3 separate regions of the Mus musculus genome follow, and all the other regions are linked to region 3. Evidence: chromatin contacts called from public promoter capture Hi-C data. All regions are on one chromosome and are shown on one strand. The core of a region is the stretch at or near the end of the contact, and the rest is flanking DNA. Distances in the headings are between cores, read along the strand shown. Region 1 holds the start of Rab6a (RAB6A, member RAS oncogene family). Region 2 holds the start of Plekhb1 (pleckstrin homology domain containing, family B (evectins) member 1). Region 3 holds the start of Ucp3 (uncoupling protein 3 (mitochondrial, proton carrier)).

Region 1 (3,354 bases), core at 299-2,798, 130 kb before region 3:
TATTTCATATTGAAACGAGAAAAGAGGGAAGTGAGATGAGAAAAATTCAAAGTAAACTGATCATGACATAGCATCTGGCAGAGACTGAAAAGGCATCAATATAGCCAAAAGAATTGTCAATGACGAAAATTAATAGAAAAATAAGGATTTCCAACCAGTCCCAACCCAAGGGACCAAAATCATCACTGGCAACGCCACCTCTTTTCAAGTCTCCTTCAGTTAAAATATATTAGCTCACTAACCCTAACTAATTCTTCATTTAGGTGTAAACTGAGCAAGAATTGTTTTTCTCCATGACCACCTCTTCTCTCACCTTCCGAGAGACTAGTACAACTCCGAGCCAAGCCTCAGGGGAAAACAACGCCCAGATCCCACCCTCCTTCATCCAAGGTTGAAGAGGGGGCCCATTCTCCAGAGTTGGGGGCTTCTCGGAGTGGGACCTCACTTCCAATGGGAACCGGAAAAAGAGCAAGGAATAAGGGTGGGGCCCCATAAAGCCGGCCCGGGTGGTGGAGACCACGCAGAGCAAAGGAAGAAAGGGATGGACAGGAGGCTGGGCGGGGTGAGGACTGAGGAGGACAGAGCGGCCCGAGAGGGCCCGGCTGCAGGCGGCGGAGTCCGGGCGAGGATCAGAGATCTAAGCTACAAGCCTGATAGATCCTAGCGAGGAGGAGCCAGGGACAGGGACAAGAGGAGTCGGGGGACCCGGGGAAAAGGCTGGGGTGGGGGTTTTAGGAAGAGCGAGGCCGGCGGGGAGCCTCAGCGGCCAGAAGGGCTGCACTGGGGGCGGTGCGGGGAAGCCGCGGCCGGCTGCCAGGAGCGGGGGAGTCGCGCACTCACCGCTCTGCTCTCCCAGGAACACCAGCTTGAATTTCCTCAGCGGATTCCCGAAGTCTCCGCCCGCGGACATGATGGAGCCGGAGGAGCCGCCGCCGCCGCCTCAGCCCAGAGACCTCTTCCAGACCGCTGCAGCTCCAACCCGCTAACGAAGAGGGCCGAGCTGAAGGGGCAGCCTCCGAGTCCTCTCGGCCCCTGCAGGGCCGGGCAGAGGGGCGAGGCTGAAGGGAGAGTGCCTCCACCGACCGGCAGCCGCCGCCGCCGCCTCCCCGCAGAGTCGCCTAGCACCGAGCCGGGCCCGCGGCCGCGAAGGGACGCAGGGCGGTGTCGGAGGCAGCCAGCGGTGCGCTCGGGCTTCGCTAGCCTAGCGCCGTTCCTTCCCTCAGAACGCGGCGCGGAGACTGAGGTGAGAGAGGAGGGTGGCGAGGCGAGCGCCGCAGACGCGTCTGGGTCTCGGCACGCGCAGTGCTCGGGCTCTCACAGCAGCCGCCGCCGCCACCACCGCAGCACAACCCGCTGAGTGCGCGAGCCTCTGGCGCGGATGCGGGGCGAGTCCGGGCGCGAGCCTGCCGCCCTGCCGGCCTCGGACGTGCGTGCGTGAGTGCGTGCGTGCGCGTCGCCGCCAGTGCTTTCCTGGTTTCGCCAGCAATCCCGGCTCCTCCCGTGCGGTGGAGAAAGGGGCCGATCAGGTTTCGACTGGCGTCTGGAGAAGCCGGGAGGAGGCGGGACCGAGTTCCGGGTAAGCAAGGGGGGGAGAAAAAAAAGGGGGCGCTTACGTCAGTGACAAATCGAGCCAATCAGAAAAAGCGGAGGGCAGGCAGCTGCTAACTGAGGTGGCGACGCGAGAGCGCGCGCGCGACTCTCGCGCGGAGGAAGGTGTGGGGTTCTGGCAGCCATAGGAAGTGTGGCGCGACGCAAGGCGATTGGAGGAAGGAGGAGGGAAAAGAAGGTGGGACGGAGGCGGAGCCGGAACCAAGGTGGAATGACCGCAGCAATGCGTGGGTGGGGTTGGGTCGCTCAAAGGTGTATTGTAGGTGCTAAACCCTTAACGTCGCTTCTCCTTCCTCACTTTAGCCCTTCACCCGTTTACCCTAGCCTTCTAAAACGTAATTCCTTGCTCGGCATCTTCGTGTATATAAGATTTCCCACCGTTACTCCGTGGAGTTTCATAACTACCAGAAACAAGTCCTCTCCATTTTGTGGGTGAGGAAATTGGAGTCCAACAGAAGGAAATGACTTGCAAAATCCACGTAGTCATGTCATGGAGTCAAGGTTTTATTTGAACCTCTGCTACCTCCTTACGTTAAGCCATCAAATTCCCTAGTGTCTGTTGGCGTGATCTTCTGTTGAGTGGCCGTTGTTTTAGGTGCCCATAACATCAGACGATAACCATCGTCTACATGCTAGAAATGAGTTTAGATATCATATAAGCCAAACTCCACATATTACAGATATGAAATGACTGCCCACTTAGCGGTGCAGCTTTGGAAAAGGTCACACAACATTCCAGAGGGCTGCCTCAACAAAATCACAAATCTGCAGAAGGAGTATTTAAAAGATCATCCTTTCTCCTTAAAGCAGCACTTCTGGATGTGCTTGAGTGGGGCTTCCTTAAATTTGCCATCTGAAGCATTTCCAATTGTCAACCAGATTTGAGATCCAATAAGATAAAGGTGAATGCCATAAGAAAACATGAACTAAGCATAATGTGGACAGTTACATAACATAATTAAATGTAACTTTTCATCTGAATGGGATCCCTAAAAAGAGAGTATCAGACAAAAACAAAATAATTTGAGTATAGCATGAATTTTAGTTAATAACAGTATTTTGTACTGATTGATTTATTATAACATATCAGTCCTATTAAAGTAAGCTGTTAATAGAGGAGTCTGGAGTGGTATATGGGAACTTCTATAATGGCCTTTGTAAATCTAGTAATTTTCTATCTAGTGCTTCACATCTGTAATCCCAACCCCCAGGAAGCTAAGGCGGAGGATTGCTGTCAGGGCTTGGCAAACCTGGGCTATAGAGTTAGTTCCAGCTTAGCCTAAGATACAGAGTGAGGTCCTGCAGAGAGAGAGAGAGAGAGAGAGAGAGAGAGAGAGAGAGAGAGAGAGAGAGAGAGAGAGAAAATCTACTCTTTAGGACACCTAAGAAACTTCTAGAGCCAGACATGGTGGTGCATGCCCATAATCGTAGCACTTGAGAGATACAGGTTAGAGGATCCTAAATTTAAGGCCAGCCTGAGCTACATATCAAAGTTAGGCTGCATGAAACCTTGCATCACTGAAGGGAAAAGAGTTCTAAATAAAGTCTATTCATAGAATATGAAAAATAAAAAAAAGTTAGGTGCCATTGAATTAGAGAATTTGGCATCTGCACAATTTTTTGCCATTCTTCAACATTTCATGGGACAATATCTTAAAAAGATATCTCTGTTCAGACATATTAAAACCCTTTTAGGGCTGGAGAGATGGCTCAGCGGGTAAGAGCACTGACTGCTTTTCCAAAGGT
Region 2 (3,711 bases), core at 476-2,975, 190 kb before region 3:
GGCGGGACCCTCTAGTGTCACAGTCTTGGATGCCTCTGGAATTGGGACACTTAGCCCTGTAAGTGTGACAGCATTAGTGAAGACTTAGGAAGTCAGGATTCCTCAGTCTATGGCTGCGACTGGCATTTCAGCTTTCAGGCAGACCTACTCACAAGGAATCCTCAGCCCTTGGTGGCGGTCAGCGTTACAGCTGACCGGCCCTAAAGACTTATTGGCTCCTTCCGCGACCGGGGCTAGTCTCAGTTCTCCTAGCTCTCTTGCCATCTCTCTGCCTCTGTCACCCTTCTTTCTGTCCTGACAGCTTTTCTTTAACTGTTAAGCACCTTGTCACCTTGCCACCTTCATGGCCAGTCTGTCAGTGCCACTCTTCTGTCCCTGCCGCTTCTTCTATCAGTTACCAGCTGACATGTACCACAGTAGGTAAGAAATTGCCCGGAGAAGCTTTCTATTAGGCCTAATGAGCAACACCAGAGAAGGAAGGTGTCTTTGGTGACTAAATGAGGCTGAGCAACCCACTTATACAGTCAGCGGCCTCGTGTTGGACCCATCTCCTCCTGACCGCTTTAATGCCAGTCACAGGCACGGAGGGAGGTTTGCTTTTGGAACAATCGATGCTTTGCTTCTGGAGAACAGTTACAGCAGTCCCTCTCTAGGCCACTAGAGGACGCGTGTCCCTCTCTAGTAGATGGAGACAGCTGGTCGCAGCCGGTTCACCTAGAGTTCACCAAGCCTAGTAATCCAAACCGCTGGAAACAGCCCAGGCTGAAGCTGCTTTCCGGAGTTGGCGTCATCAGCTGTTATCCTGCGCATCCCCGTGGCTGTTTGACTTAAAAGCCTTTTTTTTTTTTTCCTCAAGGTAACCAGAGCAGCAAAGGAGAATCTTCAGAGCTGCTAATGAGGGAGTCAGATCACCCTGCCCCCAAACCTCTGCGTATGTGCAGGAAAATGAACTTCAGGAGTATCTAGATGAGAATTTAACTGATCATTATCAACATAATAGCGACTATAGAAGTATTTTAGCGGCTTAACCTGCCAATATTCTCGGGAGAGATAGCTCCCTGTCTCCCTTCCTTCCTTCCCGTTCCTTTCCACTCTTCCCTCCTCCCTTCAACTTCCTTCTCTTTTTCTTCCATCTGTCTATTTCTTTTTTTGTTTTTGTTTTGTTTGTTTGTTTGTTTGTTTTTTGTTTTTCGAGACAGGGTTTCTCTTTATAGCCCTGGCTGTCCTGGAACTCACTTTGTAGACCAGGCTGGCCTCGAACTCAGAAATCCGCCTGCCTCTGCCTCCCGAGTGCTGGGATTAAAGGCATGTGCCACCACGCCCGGCTCTTGTTTTGTTTTTTGAGACAGGGTTTCTCTGTGTAGCCCTGGCTGTCCTGGAACTCACTCTGTAGACCAGGCTGGCCTCAAACTCAAATCCGCCTGCCTCTGCCTCCCAAGTGCTGGGGTTAAAGGCGTGCGCCACCACTGCCCGGCATCTGTCTCTTTCTCTCCTTCCTCCCATCCCGGTTATAGAAAGGAGAAAAATTAGTCAAAATTGGGTAGGGTTGAGACTTTCCAGAGACCAGAGAATGAGTTAAAGGCACAGAGATGAAAAACAGCGTAGTTTGAAAGATGCGGTTGCTGGGGCTGCTAAGAGGGGATGAGCTACTGGCTAATAGGATCTGTTGTGCTAAATCCCCCAGAGCACGCACAGCACGAAAGGGCTGAAGCACTGGGGTGGCTCTGGGTCAAGATTAAAGAGACCGGGGAGCCAAGAAGGGAGACTTAAGGAGCCAGGCCGCACAGCCACGACTGGGGAGATGGAGATGGACACAGCCTGCTAGGCCTCAGAATGAAAACTTAGCCCTGCCCTAAACTGGGCCAGAGAACCTGCCTTGCCCCATCTCCAGTCTCCTTTATTCCACCCTCCTCCCTACCCTATCTTGGAGACCTGGATCAACACCACCTCGGAATCACCAGGTGACTTGGCCAAAAACAGAAGGACAGAGGAGATCTCAGCCAGGAAAGCCCGGGAGGGGGCTGGAAAAGAGGGTGACTTTCTTTAGGACTGGTGCGGTCCCTCCCTACCTCTCCCTTCAGCGCCTGCTTGGTAGCTCTTTCCTGATCCCTTTATCTCTAAGGCAGAGTCAAGCCCCACTTCTGGAACCTTCTTGGGGATGCAGCTCTGACCATCAGGAACCATGAGCCCGGCAACCCCGGTAAGGACGAGTTTCTGGGGTAGGAAGAAGTAAGGGGGGGGCTTCCCAAATAGGTAATGCCCTGGTCTCTGGGATTCTCTGCTCCTGCAGAGGTGGGGAATGGACTGAGCTAGTCAAAGTAGCGACTGTGGAGGGTCGGATCCAGGGGACAGGACCATGTAACCCGCTAATCATATGACCTAACCCCCTGTTTTGACCGTATTTCCCCCAGGCAGTCACTATACACACGGTCCACTGCCTCCCAGTCCTTGTTCTAGCCTGGTACCCTCTGCAGCGCTATCCCTTGCCAACCCACATCTTCTCCCCAACCCCTCATTCATCTTCTAAGCCTACTAAAGACCTGGACTTTCCAGCAGTGCTTATGTGAGGTTCTTTGATCCACACTGGGGAAATGTTACTTCCCCTTCACGACCCCTCAGCTTCCTTGGGGAAGCCTTTCTGAACCCCTTGGGCAAAGAGCGACTTCCTCCTGGGTAAGCCACACTCTTTGCATTGGCTACTTTCACCTCCAGTCTCCTCCAGTAGACTGGTAGCTAGAGTTGTATTGGGAGGGCTCCATGCTGCGTTATAGCACTGTGGTGCTTTACAGAGCTAGAGAACGCTAACATCCGAAACCGGGATGGAGCCTGGCTTCTCTCTGCACTCTGTGTGTGTGTGTGTGTGTGTGTGTGTGTGTGTGTGTGTGTGTGTTGTGATGTGTAGTTTGTTTGAAGAGTTGTTTGTGAAGTGGTAGTGAGGAATCTAATATATAGCCCAGTCTGGCTTTACTATGTAGCCAAGGCTAGTCTGTGATTTCCCAGTCCTGCTGTGTCAGCCTCCCAAATATGGTCCACCCCACTCTGTTTTTTTTTTTTTTTCCTACTCAGGCATAATTTCCACTTATTTTTGTTTCCAGAGAGTATTATTTTCTTCAGTCTGTAAAGGACTTGGGTTCTTTACATAGGACTAGCCTTGGGGTGGGGGGGGGGATACGGCTACAGGGCTGGGACAAGGATGTTCAGTCTGTTGGGGTTCATGTAAGTGTTTCCTTTCTAGTTGTTCACTGAGAAGGAATAGAGCTTCATATACAATTTGGAAGCACAAAGTTGCTGAATAGGATCAGAAATGTCTCTGGCAACTGTGGGTGTGGCCACTCTTACATTTTGAATAACAAACTTTTGTTATTGTTGGTTTGTTTGGTTTTTTTGAGACAGCATTTCTCTATGTAGCCCTAGCTGGCTATATAGGAACTGACTCTGTAGAACAGGCTGGCTTTGAACTCATAGATCCACCTGCCTCCGCCTCCTGAGTGCTGGGATTAAAGGCATGCACTACCATGCCTAGCTTATTTTTTTTCTTTTCTTAATGTATATGAGTGATCTGTCTTCATGCACATCAAAAGAGAATTATATCCCATTACAGATGGCTGTGAGCCACTATGTCATTGCTGGGAATTGAACTTAGGACCTCTGGAGGAGCAGTCAGTGCTCTGAACTTCTATTTCTCCAGCCCCCTGAAAGCAAACTTCTAAA
Region 3 (3,520 bases), core at 845-3,344:
GCTCCCCCAGGCTCTTCCTTCAGCCTGTCTTCTAGTCTGCCTGAGTTGTACAGTGAGACAAGCCTGAGGAGGCCCAGAGCCTTTACAGCCAACTTGGCTGAGGAAGAGCAGGGTAGGCATGTTTAGAGACATGCTCTCCATTTGCTCAGGCCTCGTTCCCCTTTGCCCTACAGAAGAGCAGCAAGGCTTGGCTCCTTCCCAGCAGGGAGGCACTGGCTTCCCTGCCCAGGCCTGGAATGCACTGTGGGGGCAGCTGACTCTCCTCATGGTATCCTGGTGGCCTTTCTTCTCCCAAGCCTTGAATCTGCCCTGGAGAGCAGGCTTCTGACTTGACAGCCTGAATCTAAGGCTTACCCAGATCTGGAGAGGCCCTTGGGGTAAGTTCTTTTTTTTTGTTGTTGTTGGTTTTTTTTGTTTTGTTTTGTTTTTTGTTTTTTGTTTTTTTTTTTTTTTGTTTTTTTTGAGACAGGGTTTCTCTGTATAGACCTGGCTGTCCTGGAACTCACTTTGTAGACCAGGCTGGCCTCCAACTCAGAAATCCGCCTGCCTCTGCCTCCTGAGAGGGATTAAAGGTGTGTGCCACCACGCCCAGCTGTGGGTAAGTTCTCTAGAATTCCCTTCTTCAAAGCCTGTCTGGGGACCACTCAGGCACTAGCAGAACCATCCTGTGTTCTGCTCTGCTTTGGAGAGAAACACTGAGGTTAGACAGGCAAAGGACCTGGGTATGGCTGCTGTCAGGGACTGACTTCTGAGTCCTTTCTGCTGGAGGGAACCTCAGGTGATGTTGGTGCTGAGTCAGGTCCTGCAGAAGGCACGGAATGGAATTTTCTCCCCACGGAGGCCAGGCGTGTCCCTGGAGTTTTTGCTTCCCTGTCAATCCGGGCTTCCCTCTTGTACCCACTTTGTCCTCTGCTACTTCTGACCCTACTGTCTTGTAGCGCTGCCCCATTATCAGTGACTCTTCTGGCTCTGTCGGAGCCTCCAGGCAGGGACAAGATCAACTTACCCTCCTCTGTGAAAACTGTTATAGGGAAGGTCTTAAGTCAGACCATCGTGCCAAAATGAGGAGACAGGAAATGAGGTCAAAGATGATCTCAGGGCCCTTTGGTAGAAGGCTGCGAATGCCAAGGTTACACTTAGTCCAGGGTGGGTGGGGGCCTGGGCCGTCAGAGCATGCTGGTGCAGGCAGCAAGAATAGATGAGAAGGGAGCCTTGGGGCTCTAACACCACTGAGGATACTGCTGGAAAGGTGCTCTCAAGAGACACTGAAGCACGAACTTGGTTAAGAGCTTGCAATTGTGTGTACCCAAGTTTTGAAGGAGTGCCCCCAAACCATCCATCAGAAAGAGAAAGGATGAGCAGACAGACTTGAGTATGTGGGTGAGGCTACAATGCCTGGCGCAGTAGGGAACGCCCTGAGGTCTGAGCTTCCCAACCTCCTCCTTGGCGCACCTCGGTTATTATCGGTCTGATGCCCCCAGCTGGAAGTGGAAGTTGAGAACAATCCTCACCCTGTAGCTCTACTGGGGTACCCACAACATGAGGTACTCTAGCCTATAGGGCCAACCCAACTCTCTCCAACAATACATCCGCATCAAGGATGCCACTAGACAGAGTGACCACGGGCTCTAGACCAGGCTTCAGGCCAGAGGTGCCCTCATCATCTCTACCCAGGAAGGGCCCCAGGATCCTTGCTGGAGAGGGCTTTGTGCTCCGTGGGGATCCTGGGCCAAAGGAGAGGGACACTTTTCATCTGGCATTTGTAAGATCCCAGCAGAGGAGTCAGCAAAACACGGGAGTTGTGAGGAGTCACATAGATGTGGAAGTCAAGGCCCTCCCCAGGCCTGCAGTTCCTTCATCTTTACTAGGTGGGAGCTAGACCGGCTCACTCTCGGTCTCTCACGCAGTGCTGAGTGATCCCAGCAAGCTCCTGGCTGTGAGCATCCATGGAAGGGAAAAAGGGAGAGGAGAGCAGAGTATGGGGTCTTACCTGTGCGTCTAGCCAAGGTTGGGTAGTGCAGGGCCACCCTAAGGCTCCACTCCATTAGGTAGCAGCAGGATCTGACGGCCGGGCCTCACCATTCACTGTTGTCTCTGCTGTCCCTGGCTCGGCACTGGCCCTGTGCACCAGCTGACCTGAAACCTAATTCTGAGAAGCTAGTTGACAGTCTGATCACTTGACAAGAGGCAGGCTGCGGGGAGGGGACCAGTGAGTTCCAGATCTGGTTTAGCTTCCGTGACCTGGGGCTCTTTAATGTGGCTCCTTTGAGCTTTCAAGAGGAGAGCTACCTTGGTGGCCAGGAGGTGTGTGACAGCATTTGTCACCTTTGAGAGCCCAAAGGACAAGGTCTCTTAGGACAGGGGCTCTCCAGGATCCTATACAATGGTTACAGGTGTCACTTCTTAGAGGCCTGACATTCTCAAGAGGGGAGAGGAGAAGACGGGGCAGAGAAGGTAGAGGACATCTTGGTGCCAAGATATGCTTGATATTTCAGGCACAGCGCTTCTATTTCCCACATCTCTAGGAAGCAGGATCCTAAATTTAAAAACAAAGGACAACAGATGTATTGTACACAGCATGTGATTTGCCCACATAGAGCACACAATAGTGTTTAGTACAGTCTGGTTGATCAACTACTACATGCTAGTTCAGAACACTTTCATCATGGCTCAAAGACAAAAACAGAACAAGTCACCCCCTTTCCCTTCCCCCAGCTTCAGGCAACCACTCGTCTTTATTCTGCTTCTTAATTTGCTTGTTCTAGATGCTTTGTTTGAGTAGGATTATATAGAATGTATAGCCTCTTGTGGCTGGTTTCTTTCACAGTGGTGTTAACACACTGCACTGTACCGGTAGACACTGACGTACTGTGTAGAGCCCTCATGTGTCAATGCTTACTTTACACAGAAAACTGACTGTCAAGGACAGACAGCTAGGTCACTGCAGGCCTGACTTGCCTGTAACCTATACCACACTTTGGGTCTATCAGCTGCAATCCTGATTCCTCATGACATGGACATGCTGGGACCGGAGATGGGGCAGGGTGAGCAGAATCCCTTGCAGCAACCACCGTAGGCTGGTCCATCTGCAGGCGCTGAGGTTAAAGACTGGGTGGGCACAGCTGAAGTTGGGAGCCAGGTGGCATAGAAGGGAAACTAAAAGGAGAGGGGAGAGGAGATAAGTAGGACAGAGAAGGTAGAGGACATTTTGGAACTTGAGCGCAGCGCCATGGCAGGGTGGGTGCTGTGACATCTAGACTGTCTATCCTGTTTCTTGGACCAGGACCTGCTCACTGCTTTGAGCTCAGTCTGGAACTATTAATCTGGACATGGGCAGGACTGTGGGAACCATGTGGGGGCTGGGGCTACAAGTAGAAGTCAAACTAGAGGCAGCAGGTTCTGGAGAAACCCAGAGGGAGGAGAGCTCAGGCCTAGCTAGAGTCAAACCTCTGCTGGGAGTTTTAAGGTTGGCTGCTACAGTCTCTGGGTCACCAGAAATACTTTCCAGGCATCTGTGGAG

The links. Capture Hi-C pulls out chosen DNA fragments and counts their contacts.
Region 1: a promoter capture Hi-C map of liver shows a contact between it and region 3. The contact joins the promoter of Rab6a here to the promoter of Ucp3 in region 3. A contact is called at or near these places in 8 of 39 promoter capture datasets (the 3T3-L1 cell line, embryonic stem cells, fetal liver and 3 more), 2 of 484 Hi-C or Micro-C datasets (liver and nephron progenitors), 3 of 115 datasets of contacts at active chromatin or transcription factors (embryonic stem cells, memory CD8 T cells and microglia) and 3 of 9 other capture datasets (adipose tissue, liver and pancreatic islet).
Region 2: a promoter capture Hi-C map of adipose tissue shows a contact between it and region 3. The contact joins the promoter of Plekhb1 here to the promoter of Ucp3 in region 3. A contact is called at or near these places in 23 of 39 promoter capture datasets (the 3T3-L1 cell line, 3T3-L1-derived adipocytes, the C10 cell line and 17 more), 1 of 484 Hi-C or Micro-C datasets (nephron progenitors), 2 of 115 datasets of contacts at active chromatin or transcription factors (double positive thymocytes and pancreatic cancer cells) and 4 of 9 other capture datasets (adipose tissue, liver, macrophages and 1 more).

Annotation. Positions count from the first base shown.
Region 1 is chr7:100,605,780-100,609,133 of GRCm38.p6, reverse strand. It overlaps Rab6a (RAB6A, member RAS oncogene family), which reads right to left and starts at 1,548. Exons shown (of 8, transcript NM_024287.4): 1 at 841-1,548. The coding sequence starts at 910. It also overlaps a transcript of Mrpl48 not described here.
Region 2 is chr7:100,660,408-100,664,118 of GRCm38.p6, reverse strand. Plekhb1 (pleckstrin homology domain containing, family B (evectins) member 1) reads left to right here and starts at 1,725. Exons shown (of 9, transcript NM_013746.3): 1 at 1,725-1,961; 2 at 2,127-2,200. The coding sequence starts at 2,183.
Region 3 is chr7:100,471,565-100,475,084 of GRCm38.p6, reverse strand. It overlaps Ucp3 (uncoupling protein 3 (mitochondrial, proton carrier)), which reads right to left and starts at 2,094. Exons shown (of 7, transcript NM_009464.3): 1 at 1,991-2,094.